3 separate regions of the Triticum aestivum genome follow, and all the other regions are linked to region 2. Evidence: chromatin contacts called from public Hi-C data. All regions are on one chromosome and are shown on one strand. The core of a region is the stretch at or near the end of the contact, and the rest is flanking DNA. Distances in the headings are between cores, read along the strand shown.

Region 1 (3,982 bases), core at 818-3,317, 180 kb after region 2:
TAACTGTAGTCCCAAGTCCTGGAGTGTCAATGACACGAAATTTAACACCACCAACAACTCCAGTAATCTCCTTCACGAAACATGTTGCTGGTAGAAAAGCATTTGTTTTGGATTTATCCTCACCAAAGATGGAGTTTATTGTTGCACTCTTTCCCACCCCTGTCTTCCCAAGGACCAATACATTGCAGGAGAATTCCAAGTCATCTGTTCCCTCTGTCTCAAGCTGCAAAGCCCTGCTCCAGGCATTCTCAAGTTCTGAGGAATGGTCTGCCATCCTTATGCGCCTGAAGCCTTCAACGAGACTGAGCCGATATAACACTTGTACAGGTACCTGATGTTCAGTGTCATACCCTAATCTATACACAAGACGCAGATACTTGATTCGTGCCATGTCCACCTTTATGTACAACTTCTTCTCCTCATCAGTCATCGTGTTCTCCGGGTCAGCAACTGCATCCAGCACATGGGTAGAAGCCACACTTGTCCTAGGGACACCGACCACGGTATGGGATGGTTGGATGGAATCAGAGGTTTCAACTGGAAACACCTTGGCCTTGCCCTGTGTAGGTGATCTGTTTGCCGCCCTGAGAAGCTCAGCTAAAGCTGCATAATCAAAAAGCTCAGTCTCCTTTCCGCTCAACTCCTCCGCTTCATAATCATCATCCAGCTGATCCTCATCTGAATCATCCAAACTGGAGGCAGGCACATTGTCCTCCATTTCTTTTCCAGGAGATTCTAAAGCATTGTTTGTCCCAATGATTGGTACAGATGCAGGTTCACCAGAAGGTTCATGATCGCCATCAGTTTCACCATCCACCTTGTGATGACCCGCGTCAACAGTAAACTGTGAGCTGTCAACATTGGTATGAACTTCCACAGGCTCAACAGTGGCATCTCCTGTGGCAACATGTTGAGGGCTGGCATCATCAGAATGTGTGACAACCTCATGCTTGGGCGTGGTATGTTCTGCATCAGAATCAGCATTGTGAATTTCAGGACCAGTAGCTTCTGCTTCTGTAGAACTGATCACATGAGGCAATTCAGCAACCTCATGCTTGGGTGTGGTATCTTTTGCATCAGAGTCATCATTGAGAAGGTCAAGACCAGCATCTTCTTCTTGTTGAGAAGAATTCACCGCAGGAGGCAATTCCACGACAACTTGCTCCTGCTGAGACCCCCCAGCATTCCCCTCTGAAGCATCCACAATGCGGGTGCCACCAGCGTCACCAATGGAAGGCTCAGGCTCCACACCGTTGACAGCCTCAGCACCAGAATCCTCAGCTCCCTGTTTACCACCATTCATCAAGGACATATCCGAGAGATTTACCAAATCACTGAACGCCGCGCCGTCATCCAGCACGCTCATGGAGCTGACGAAGCTCCCATCCAGCGAGCCCTCGGCGGCCGCGCCCGCGGAGGCCGCAAAGACGCCGCCATCCTCCTCCAGCCCGCTCCCCGCTCCGGCGTCGACGAACACGTCGGCGGCGGCCTCCTCCTCCTCGGCCCCCTCCGCCGCGCCGAAGTACTCGCTCTCCCAGGAGGACGCGGAGGAGCCGGCCCCGGCCGCGGAAGCGGGGGGCGAGGGGGCCGTGGCCTCGTCCGAGGAGGGGGAGGGCGGCGGCGGGGGCACCCTGGCGATGCGGAAGAAGCCGTTGGAGACCTCCTCGAGCACCTCGTCCCCGGACGAGCCGGCGGCGTCGTCGAACAGGTCGGCCTCGTCGTCCGTGGACGACGAGAGCTGCGCCGCCACCCGCGGCGCGCCGAGGACGGGGCGCGGGCGCGGGCGCGGGGCCTCGGGGGGCGAGGTCGATGGAGAGCGGGACGGCGACGCGGCGCCGGAGGAGAGCGAGGATGCGTACCCTTCGTCGTCGTCGCCGGAGTCGTCGAAGGAGGTGAGCGGCGCGCGGATGAGGAGCGCCATGCCGCCGCGCGTAGCCGGGGCGGCGGAGGGAGCCGAGGTGGAATAAAAATTGAGTCTTTTACGGCGGGCGGGTTTGTTTATTGGTCTCGGCCTCTCGGGTCTCCGTCCGGGAGTAGTGGTGGCAGTTGCGAGGCCGAGGGTTGAGGAGGACCGGATTCCGTCGGGTTGGTGGTGAGACCTCAGCCGCAGGGTGGGTTGGATCTTGGATGGGCTAGGGTTTGGATCCTTCGAGGCAGGAATTGGACTCTTGTTGGAGTGAAATTTGGGGTTTTTATTACTATCGTTTCTTCAGCTCCCTCCTCCTTGTGTTGGAACTTTGTGGCTCTGGCCATAGGATCTTGTGGTGGTGTGGTGATTTTAGCTGCTTAGGATTATCATCTTTTTCCCCTTCTTGTTGCCTTGCATTGGAGGGTTTTATTAATTCTTGGGGGTGAAGCAGTGGTGGACGTGTACAGCAAGGTGTTTTTTTAAGACAAGTTGTTCTTTTTCTTTCTTGTTTATTTTGTGTGGAAGAAAAAATTTAAATAATGAGAGGCAGGAAAATATGTAAAAATAAGTTTAACATGTTCCTTTTGAAAGGTTGCCACGTGTTATTTATTCAAAGCTATAGGACAAAACTGACACACCTTCAATAGTTTTAGGACCTAAAACTGCAGTTTCGAAGATATAGGACTAAACTGACACATCTCTGATAGTATTACGAATTATGACGCATTTTACTCTTTATTCAATAAGGCAGATTATATCACATGATGAGATGATCATCATAATCAAGTCCATTCAATCCAACTGTCCTTGAACTCCCTTTTTGCTATATTTCTTGGAGCATGTGTCTCAAACTGAATTTTTTTTATCCTTCGCCTTAATATTTCAAGACTTTATATCATTTACTAGATCTTTGATTTAATATGAGGTGATAGTCAATGTGAAATTTAATTGTTGTTTTTATTTACACCGCACAGTCTTGATATTTTAAATGGAACCCTCCCTTGTCAATGCCTTTATTTGAACCTCTAGATTTCTTGGCAAATATTATGCTTAGTACATTTGTTTATTTATTATTGTTAGGATTGCTTCCGTGTGGTTGAGAAGGTGTAATTATTTGTAGAAGATGATATGAAGGTATAAGTTACATACATGGATGATAGTGTTGGTTAAAGTTACATACATGCATGCTAGTGTTGGTTAAACGTACTCTACACTCCTGGGAATCATCGAGTCTTGTTTCCCAAATGAAAGTAAACTGAAGTCTTGATATTTGCATTATGTGGTAATGTTGTTATGATAAATGTCAAAATCCACCTCTTTATTTTCACAAGCTCGTTATCGTGAACCATATTTATTAGGAAGATGGACCAGTTGATGTTCCTATATATGTTTGCTTTGCTAAGGTATCCACCTTCCTCCAGCCATCCCTTCACCTGCAGATCCCTGTTTCTCTTGCCCATAATGGTGAGAGTGACACCATCTCGAATAAATTTGTCTTAGATATTTCACCATGTCAATAGTTGATGTGGTGTCGTCAAGTAAATGTCCTCGTTTTCTTGCCTGTTGTTCACACTGGCGATATAAGTTATTTTGTGGGTCACTGGTGGTTTGCTATCTTTCATCATCAACATCTGGGACAAGATGTTGGTCTAGGATCGGGATTTATGGTTCAACGACAGTGGAGTCGGCATTTCTTCTAACTTGCTTGTCTAGACGCGATGCATCGAGATCTAAGCCAGGTTTGATGAGTTCATTCTGCTCCATTTGTTAAGCGCGAGAGCTATATCTACTCTGTCTCGCAATAGGTGATCGCGAGATGGGTCGGCCCAATATGAGTTCCATTGGAACGGGTTTTAGGAAGCGTCTATGATCGATTCACATCGGTTTTAGTAGCTTCCATATGGATTATTCTTTTCTTTTTTATGTGTGTTTTCTCTTTCAGTTTTCTTTTTTATTTTGGTTTTCTATGTTTCTTTACCGATTTTCTTCCTGTGTTTTTTTCAATACATATTGTAATTTTTCTTGAAGACATTTGGAATATTTTTTATACACATTGGTCATTTTCAAATATAT
Region 2 (4,095 bases), core at 495-2,994:
AGCATTATTGCAGTATTATATATCCAGAAAAAAGAAGCACCGTCGATCCTAGCTCATTCAACGCCATCCATATCCATGGACGACCACGGCTTGGCGACCAGAAGCAGAGGCGCCTTGAGGCACACGGAGATGCCGTACAGCTCGCTCATGTCCACCGGCGGCGCCCTCCCGCCGGGCAGCTCCCAGTTGAAGCCATGCACGAGGCTCGCCAGCGCCAGCTCGTTGGACAGCATGGCGAACTCCACCCCTGGGCAGCCCCTCCTCCCGGCGCCGAAGGGCAGGAACGAGAAGTCCTGCCCGGCACCGCCGAGGCCGTACCCGACGAACCTCTCCGGCGCGAACTCCTCGGCGCGGGGCCCCCACGTCGCCGGGTCGCGGCCGATGGCCCACGCGTTGATCAGGACCCGGGTGCCCGCCGGCACGTCGTAGCCCAGCAGCCGGGTGTCCTCCAGCGTCTCCCGCGGCAGCAGCAGCGGCGACGGCGGGTGGAGCCGCAGGGTCTCGTTGATCACGGCCTTCAGGTACGGCAGGCGCGGGAGATGGGCCTCCGTGACGACGGCGCCGGCGCCGGGGCCGGGGCCGACGGCCGAGCGGACCTCGGCCTGGAGCCTGCGCATCTCGTGCGGGTGGTTGATGTGCTCCGCCATGGCCCACTCGAGCAGCGCGAAGGTCGTGGCCGTGGCGGCGGCGAGCACGTCCAGGATGATGGACTTGATGCTGCCCGTGTCCAGCTCGTCCGCGTCCAGCATCACGTCCACAAAGTCTTCAACGTCCCCGGTGGCGGCGGCGGCACGGCGTCGCTGGCGGTGGTCGGCGATGACCCGCTCCAGCAGCCCGTCCATCTCCTCGAAGACGCGCTTGGCCTTCCGCTCCAGCCCTGTCACCGTGTCCACCCATCCCAGCCACGGCACCGTCTCCTCCATGGGCACCGTGCCCAGCAGCTCCTCCATCTCGCCGAACGCCTTCCTCAGCCTCGCGCCGCCGCCCTCCACCCCGCAGTCCGCGTCGCCGAGCGTGCAGCGGGAGATGACACCGTTGGAGTAGCCGTTGAGGCTGTCGCTCAGGTTCACGACGCCGCCAGAGATGCCGGCGCGGCGGACCCGGCCGACGAGCGCGGCGGCCTCCTGCGCCCGCACGCGGCCCAGGGACGCGACGCGGCGCGCGCTGAGCATGTGGACGGCGCAGACGCGGCGCGCCTGGCGCCAGTGGTCGCCGTAGGGCGCGAAGCCGATCCCGCCGGTGCCGTAGTAGAAGCGGTCGACCATGAGGAGCCTGGGGCGGCCGGCGAAGTCCAGGTCGCGGGTCTTCATGGCCTCCTCCGCCGCGGCCGGGGAGGACGCCACGACTGTCGGCACGCGGCCGAGCCGCAGGTGCATGACCGGGCCGAGGGACGAGGCCAGGGACCGGAGGCTTCGGTGCGGCAGGCTCCCGAGCAGGTGGAGGTGGCCGACGACCGGCAGGCCCCGCGGCGACGGGGGCAGCCGCGGCGCGTTGCTGCGGCGCCTGGTGGAGACGAGGAGGGTGATCACCAAGACAAGGAAGGCGAGGGCGGTGATGAGCGCGGGCGAGTTCAACGGCGCAACAACCATTTCTGCAACCATTCTAGCTAGCTAGCTTGTGTCGTGTACTGGTTAGAAGCCGGTGCATTGCCACGATGACATATATTCTCTACACAAAACACAAAAGGGACATATATATATTGAGCACAAGTGAATGTGCCATTTCCAGCCACCACATCATAATTTTCTTCCTCCCCTTACGAATTGTTGTCAACATACACGCCACGGTTTTCGCCCTCCTACCGAACATGTTGTTTTCAACCCGCACACCCCGATTTTCTTCCTCCTAGCTAGCCTGACGCTTTTCTTCTCCATCCACAAATACAAATTCATTTTCGTTTATTTCACCCTTCATGTTTGCTCCTCCTAGACCCTATTAATGTCACTCGCTCTCTAGCCACATATCGATTCTCCATTGTGGTCCGACAACTGATGGCGACGAATTAAGCATGCCACAATATTATGGGGGAGAAGGATATGCCTCAATGGAGGTTCTACCAACATGGCGACGACCAACTTCACTAATGGAGATTTCCTTTTTGAGGAATGGGTCTTGGAGATAATACCCATAAATGGAGCATTCGGACCCAACGTCCATATCCACATCCGCATCAATGGAGAATCAGCCATTCATTCTTATTATGAAGAATGAGAAGTAACTGATAGAACTGTGTTGGATTTCATTGATGCAAAGCTATATATACAAGTCGAAGGGACCCCTCAGAGAGATGCCGGTTACATATTGTGAGAGAGAAAAAAAGGGAAGCGTCTGAAAAATTCTCCTTGCACAACACCGCTTCTTGAATAATCTATCATTAAAAGCTTCTTGTATATTCATCTTTCATTTTAAGAAATCCTTTTATAGTCTCGAAATTCTCCACCAAAAAACCTGTGGAAAAATATGTGGAGAATTGTACAGAAACGTTCTAAAGCTTCTTTAAATCCAGTGAAAAAATAATAAGAAAAAAAATGATGCAACATATAATGGTTATTGTCTCCTATAGCTCAAATGACAAAACCTTTGAGAAGGGAGAACACTCATTGGTTAGTGTAGAGAGCAATAAATGTGCTTTGTATATTTTCCTTTATAATTCCGGTGGGGAAAAGCTTGAAAATATTGCATATGATCTTAAAATATTTTGCTTCACTAAAACCCGTTATTAGAAAATTTGATAGGAAAACTAATAAGGCTAAAGAATGTGATCTGATATACCATTGAGAACTCATATAAAATCCAGCGGGAAAATATAAGGAAAAACTAATATGACATATGTGGACACTTGTATCTATATTTAATATGACATATGTGCACACTTGTATCATTTAGAACCTTTTATGAGAAATCATAAGGGAAGAATCATGAAGGAAAAAGAGTACAATATATGCAACCTGATGATTGTCAACATGTTATAATTTGGGTGTTTACTCCCTTTGAACACTGCAAATCTGGAGGATGTGTTATACCAGTTCCATTGACATGATTATGGAATGTAGAAGATGGTAATGACACTTTGAATAATCTATTAGATCCTCACTATATTTTGTTTCTAAATTAACTCCTCACTTTTCAATAATTTGTATAGATACATAATTTATGAGTAATTTGCTTGTCATATTACACTTCACATAACCCAAATGCATTTGAATGGTACAAGTGATATTATCCTGCTAGATAATAATATGTGATTCTGATGGATCTTAGCTACATAATTTTGAGTGTGGTCAATCATTCTACTAAGCCATGCACATTTTGCAATGCTTCATATGAAGCAATTGTTTCATAATGATTAGTGGAGGTAATCATTAGAGTCTATTTAGATGATTTCAGTTATTTCAGTGAACTTTGTCTGTGATCTGGCATTGTAGGGATCCGATAAATCACCAGTATCAATATATCACATCATGGTCATATCTTTATTTTCGTAATCGAATTTACCAAGTCATGTTGAGCCGCTTGAGATATAAGTGGATACCCCTTATGTAGGGGAACGTGCAACACAATTTTTTTGTGCTACACGGTCACACCCAGGAACACTATGAAGATGGCGGTAACAGTCAAACTCACCGATGAGCAGAGTAGCGAAAGCAGTGACAAGTCGGTGTAGCGCAAAGATTCCCGCGGATTCCCGTAGTTAGGTTATACAACCTCCGCCCGAGTTTTCAAGTCCCGCGAGCCGGACCACGTGACACATGTGGTAAGCAATCCCGCGAGCCGGAGGAACATGACCAAGGATATTTTATTGCTAATCTCTTGGACCTCTCTCCCATGCATGCACTTTTTCTCTCCTGTGTGTCTGTACCCAATGAATAGCGTGCATGTAACAACCTTTTTCTCTCCCTTGCCTGCATGGCCAATCTTTCCACGGGACCATCAATAGAATTAAACGCCCGACCTAATAAATCGGGACGACGTGGGTAGTAGTAGTACCTCGCAGCCGCGAGGATGATCTTTGAGACGGGAGTCGAAGTAGACGAGCCGTCCAAGGTATCCACGCGTCCCGAGTAGTAGTCTGACAGACCTTCGACGTCCAGAAAG
Region 3 (4,093 bases), core at 431-2,930, 160 kb after region 2:
GGTCCGGTCCAGCCTTTGGCTCGGCCGCGTGGGTGTCGGTGGCCGGTGCGTGCAGTGCCGGTGGCTGGTGAGTGTGTACCGTGTCAGAAAGATGAGTTGATGCATTGATTGACTGTGATGGATTGTCAGCGATGGTTGGTGGGAACTTTAATTTCAACGAGGAGCTGATTGACTGGGGTGTGGGTGTGTTTTTGTGCGCGAGCCAGAGAGGGAGGCTGATCGTGCCACTGAAGCAAGCCTCGTGCGTTGTGTCTCACTGTAGAGAGGAATAATTTCAGATCTTTCTTTTTTGTGTGCGGGGATAATTTCAGATCTACTACTCGAGATAGATAGCTCATGGAATAAGCACAAAGCACATGGCAGTGGGACACCCTTGCTTTTGGTTCCAGCGGGTGGAGAAGTGGCCGGGCGGCCATGCCGGCCGGAGCGCAGAGTAGCTGGAAGACGACGCGTCCTCGTCCTGGCCCGCCGTCGGTTTGCTGGCTCGTTGGGTACATGGGCCTCACCGGCTCGTCTGATGTGACTTTTTTTTCTTAGATTAGAAAACTCAAAAAACCACCCTTTTCTATTTTTTGCAGGTACTTTTTCCTATTTTAAAAAGGGTCATTTTCCAACCCGTGTTTCTTTCCCTTAAGATAAGAAAATGTATTCTTTTTGTCAATGAAATATATATACTTTCTCTGTAAAGAAATATAAGAGCTACTCGGGAAGTCGTCGTGCTAATGCCCCGTAAAACTAGCGTAATATAACAAAAACCGTCGCCGATAAAGACTAGCGTAAATCGAAAGAATCCAACCTGAAGAAACACAGACGTAGATTAACTAAACCAGATCCGAACAAATCCACCGAGGACAAATTCGTCGGAAACACACCTCTACACGCCCATTGATGATGATAGACACATCATCCAGACGGGGGCTAGACGAGGAGAACCTAATTCTATCTCCACGGAGTTGCTGCCGTCTCACCTTTCTGAGCCGGACACAAACCCTAACAAAACTTAAAGGAACATTTTAAAACATAGCCCTCCCGTCGGCAAGGGTCAGGATCCACTACGCCGTCATTGACCTAAGGCCATCGGAGACGAGACGAACCGGCAGCGGCGCTGGCAGAAGGCAGATAAACCCTAAGCTTTTCTTGGGTGAGGAGGCGATTGCGTAAAAAAGTTATACTCTTCATTAGTTGACCCGTCCAGTTTTTTGTTTGTAGCTCCGCCACTGGTTTATACGTAAGTTATCAGGTCAGTGGTACATAAGTTATCATCTTATTTAGACAGAAGTTACTGGGGGATGTTATAACAACATTTTCCCCTCGGGTGGTCAAAAAGTGGTATTTTATTTGAACTCGACACGAGCCAAGTAGTGGGTGAGTTGGCTAATGTGTTAAAGATCTGAATATGAAGTGTTGAGTTCAATTCCTAGCTTTAGCATGATTCTTTTAAGCTATAAAACTACAAGTATCGAAATTGCTAGCGCCGAGGAAAACATATCATGATTAACGCTCACCTGCCCCATGTCCCCATGTAAATTAGCATCGTCATTAAATGCCTAAATTAGGATCCCACAAAAACCGCAAAGATACCGAAAATCAGAAAAGAGGGAAGCGAGCGCGCCCCACGCGATCGGAATCGAACCACAAACGAGTCATTCGGATCTCCTGCAGAATTCCGAGAGTTCGGAAATTAGCTTTGTCGAAAAAATTCAGAAATTAGCTTTGTCCAAAAATAAAATAAAAGGTAGGCAGCTTCCCCAATTTGTTCTTACCACCCCCATGGTGCCTCTTCTTTTGCAGTTCACATGCCATCTCCCGCCGCTATATGCTCCATCCGCCGCGTGACTGCCCCTGCTGCCATCCACGGCTGACCCCGTCTACCATGCACCTCGCAGTCACAGGGGCATCAGCTCGATCCCGCGGCCGTGATGCAGGGATTGTCCCCGACGATGACGACAAGCGGTGGGCAGCAAGAGGATTCCGCACGGCCAGCAACATGGCCTGCGGCCACTGCCGACGCCGATGTCGTTCGGCGAGGCCATGGACGAGTAGACGCGGTGTGGTGCTACGTGGCCGCAGGCGACGAGATCGCTGGGCACCGCCATGGTAGAGAACAACAGGAGGACGAAACTAGCTAACCCTAATTCACTCGATTGTGGTAGTTGCGTACGTACACGCCAATCGGCAGCTTACGATATGTACACGGGAATGGGTTGTTGGGATTGAAAGCCGATGGTAGGCGGGATTCTTGTGCTTTGAGATGGTGGTAGCCAGGTGGCATCCATCCCAGATGGGTCTAAAAGCATCTTCAATAGATGGTCCATATGTAAAAATACCTAACTTTTGGACCGTCTCGGGCCAAAAACGCTGCTCCAACAGACGGTCCATATGCAAAAAAAATTGGATTGCGGCCTCCTCGTGATGTAAAATACAACACCTCGCGGTGCAAATATACATCACGAGATGCATCTAGTCCGAAACCAGCCGCCGCCCGCGAACGCCCAACCGCCATTTCATTTCCTTTCCCGCCCGCTCCCGTCCGCCCGCCCGAAGAACAGCCGGTCGGAATCCGCCGCCGCGACCGCGCAAAACCTCGTCGTCGGCGCCGCCACCACCTCACATCCCTGCCGCCGCCCTCCGCCGTCGCCCCCGTCGCCTCCCCGCCGCCGAATCGGGTGGCAGCCGGCGCGGGATTCGGCCCCTCCGGCGGTCCGGCTGCCGCGGTAGGCCTCCGCCGGGGCTTAGACTGCCGCCGACCACCTCCTGTCGGCTGTGAGCCTGTCCACGGCCGTTGCGCCGGCCGCAAGACCGCCGCAGCAAGCCCTCCGCCCGGCTGCCAAACTAGTCTTCGCCGCCCGCCGAGCTCCTCTTGGCCGGCCTCCAACCTCATTTCTTATCACCGCCGCCGTCCGGAGACGACCGCAGCCGTCAGCAGCAGCCAATCCAACCGGTGGCCATCTTCTTCCACCGCGCGCACAAGGTGTTCAATGGAATTCCCCAAGGTAAAAAAAAATGACAAAACTTGATGATTTAACTTGGGACATGAGTTCCCCAAGGTAAAAAAATGACAAAACTTGGTGATTCCCCAACGTGTTGTTTTGCATCTCCTGGATCTAAAGAACTATGTAATAATTTGATATTGTGGACGTGAATTTTTTTAATGTTATTTTGAAATATGTGCGGTTGCACAGTGGCTGGACAGCGGCTGAACAGCAGCCGGGCGGCTGCTGGCCGGTTTTGGACCATCTATTGGAGTTGCTCTTTTGGACCATGAATTTGGACCATCTGTTGGAGTTGGCCTTTTTCGGAGCTCCAAAACGCACTTTTTGGCGGTCCAAAATTTACATCTCCAGTTTTGGACCGTCAAAATTTGGACCATCTATTGGAGATGCTCTAACCTGCTAGGGAATGAGACCGGCCTCATAGAATTCTTTTGGTAAACATTTGGGAACGGACGACCGGCTGAGCGGTCGGCCAGTCGCGTCCCTCACGCGTATCCAGTGCAGGCCCAGAAACCTTATCTCCTCCATCACTTTTTTCTTATCCAAACGAAGCGCATCTCCTTGCTCTGTTCAATCCCCTCCCCTTTCGCTCCCTCCTTCTTTCAATCTGGCCAGCTGGTGAGAGCCCTCCGCCATAACATCTCCTCTATCCACGCCGGCAGGCGAGGTCGTCGGTGTCGAAGGCGGCTGGGCCTATGCGCTGCAACTGGCCAAGACGGGCAACCGCACGCTCGGGGCGACGGCCTGGCCATGCCCCCCCCCCCCCCCCATGCATATGTTGTCCTCCAGCTTCACGCTACATGCTCCGACGAGGCTGAGCTACAAGCGGCGACCGGTCATCGGAGAAGATGTGAACCGTAGCGAGACATGCTGCAACCAGTCTTGGCGGAAGCTGGGACCGCGTCGTGGCTTGCTGGAACCGGGGGCGTTGAAAGAGCTGCGACGACGCTGACGATGCTGGAACTGGCCAGCTTTTTGCTGGAACCAGCGACAGGAGGTGCTACAACCATGATAGTAAAATGTTTAAACCAACAGCCACGGCCTCCAACATGTTTTTTTTGCTTCAACCAGCCATTGGTTTTGTTGGAACCATTAAACAA

Evidence for each region. Hi-C and Micro-C count contacts between places; a contact is called where the count stands out from the background.
Region 1: a Hi-C map of leaf shows a contact between it and region 2, with 4 times the contacts expected there. The contact joins the promoter of LOC123123647 here to the promoter of LOC123123648 in region 2. A contact is called at or near these places in 2 of 5 Hi-C or Micro-C datasets (both in leaf) and 1 of 1 datasets of contacts at active chromatin or transcription factors (leaf).
Region 3: a contact with region 2 is called in a Hi-C map of leaf, with 4 times the contacts expected there. The contact joins the enhancer-like site here to the promoter of LOC123123648 in region 2. A contact is called at or near these places in 3 of 5 Hi-C or Micro-C datasets (leaf and an unstated tissue) and 1 of 1 datasets of contacts at active chromatin or transcription factors (leaf).

What each region holds. Positions count from the first base shown.
Region 1 is chr5D:541,633,185-541,637,166 of IWGSC CS RefSeq v2.1, reverse strand. It overlaps LOC123123647 (translocase of chloroplast 101, chloroplastic), which reads right to left and starts at 2,067. Exons shown (of 1, transcript XM_044544198.1): 1 at 1-2,067. The coding sequence starts at 1,921.
Region 2 is chr5D:541,813,681-541,817,775 of IWGSC CS RefSeq v2.1, reverse strand. LOC123123648 (cytochrome P450 71A1) reads right to left here and starts at 1,744. Exons shown (of 1, transcript XM_044544199.1): 1 at 1-1,744. The coding sequence starts at 1,601. The coding sequence ends at 54.
Region 3 is chr5D:541,653,983-541,658,075 of IWGSC CS RefSeq v2.1, reverse strand. No RefSeq gene overlaps it. Among protein-coding and RNA genes, the nearest start is that of LOC123123647, 21 kb to the right of the region's middle. Within about 2 kb of position 1,680, at least 2 of the 8 cell types and tissues checked have an H3K27ac peak or open chromatin away from gene starts, as enhancers often do.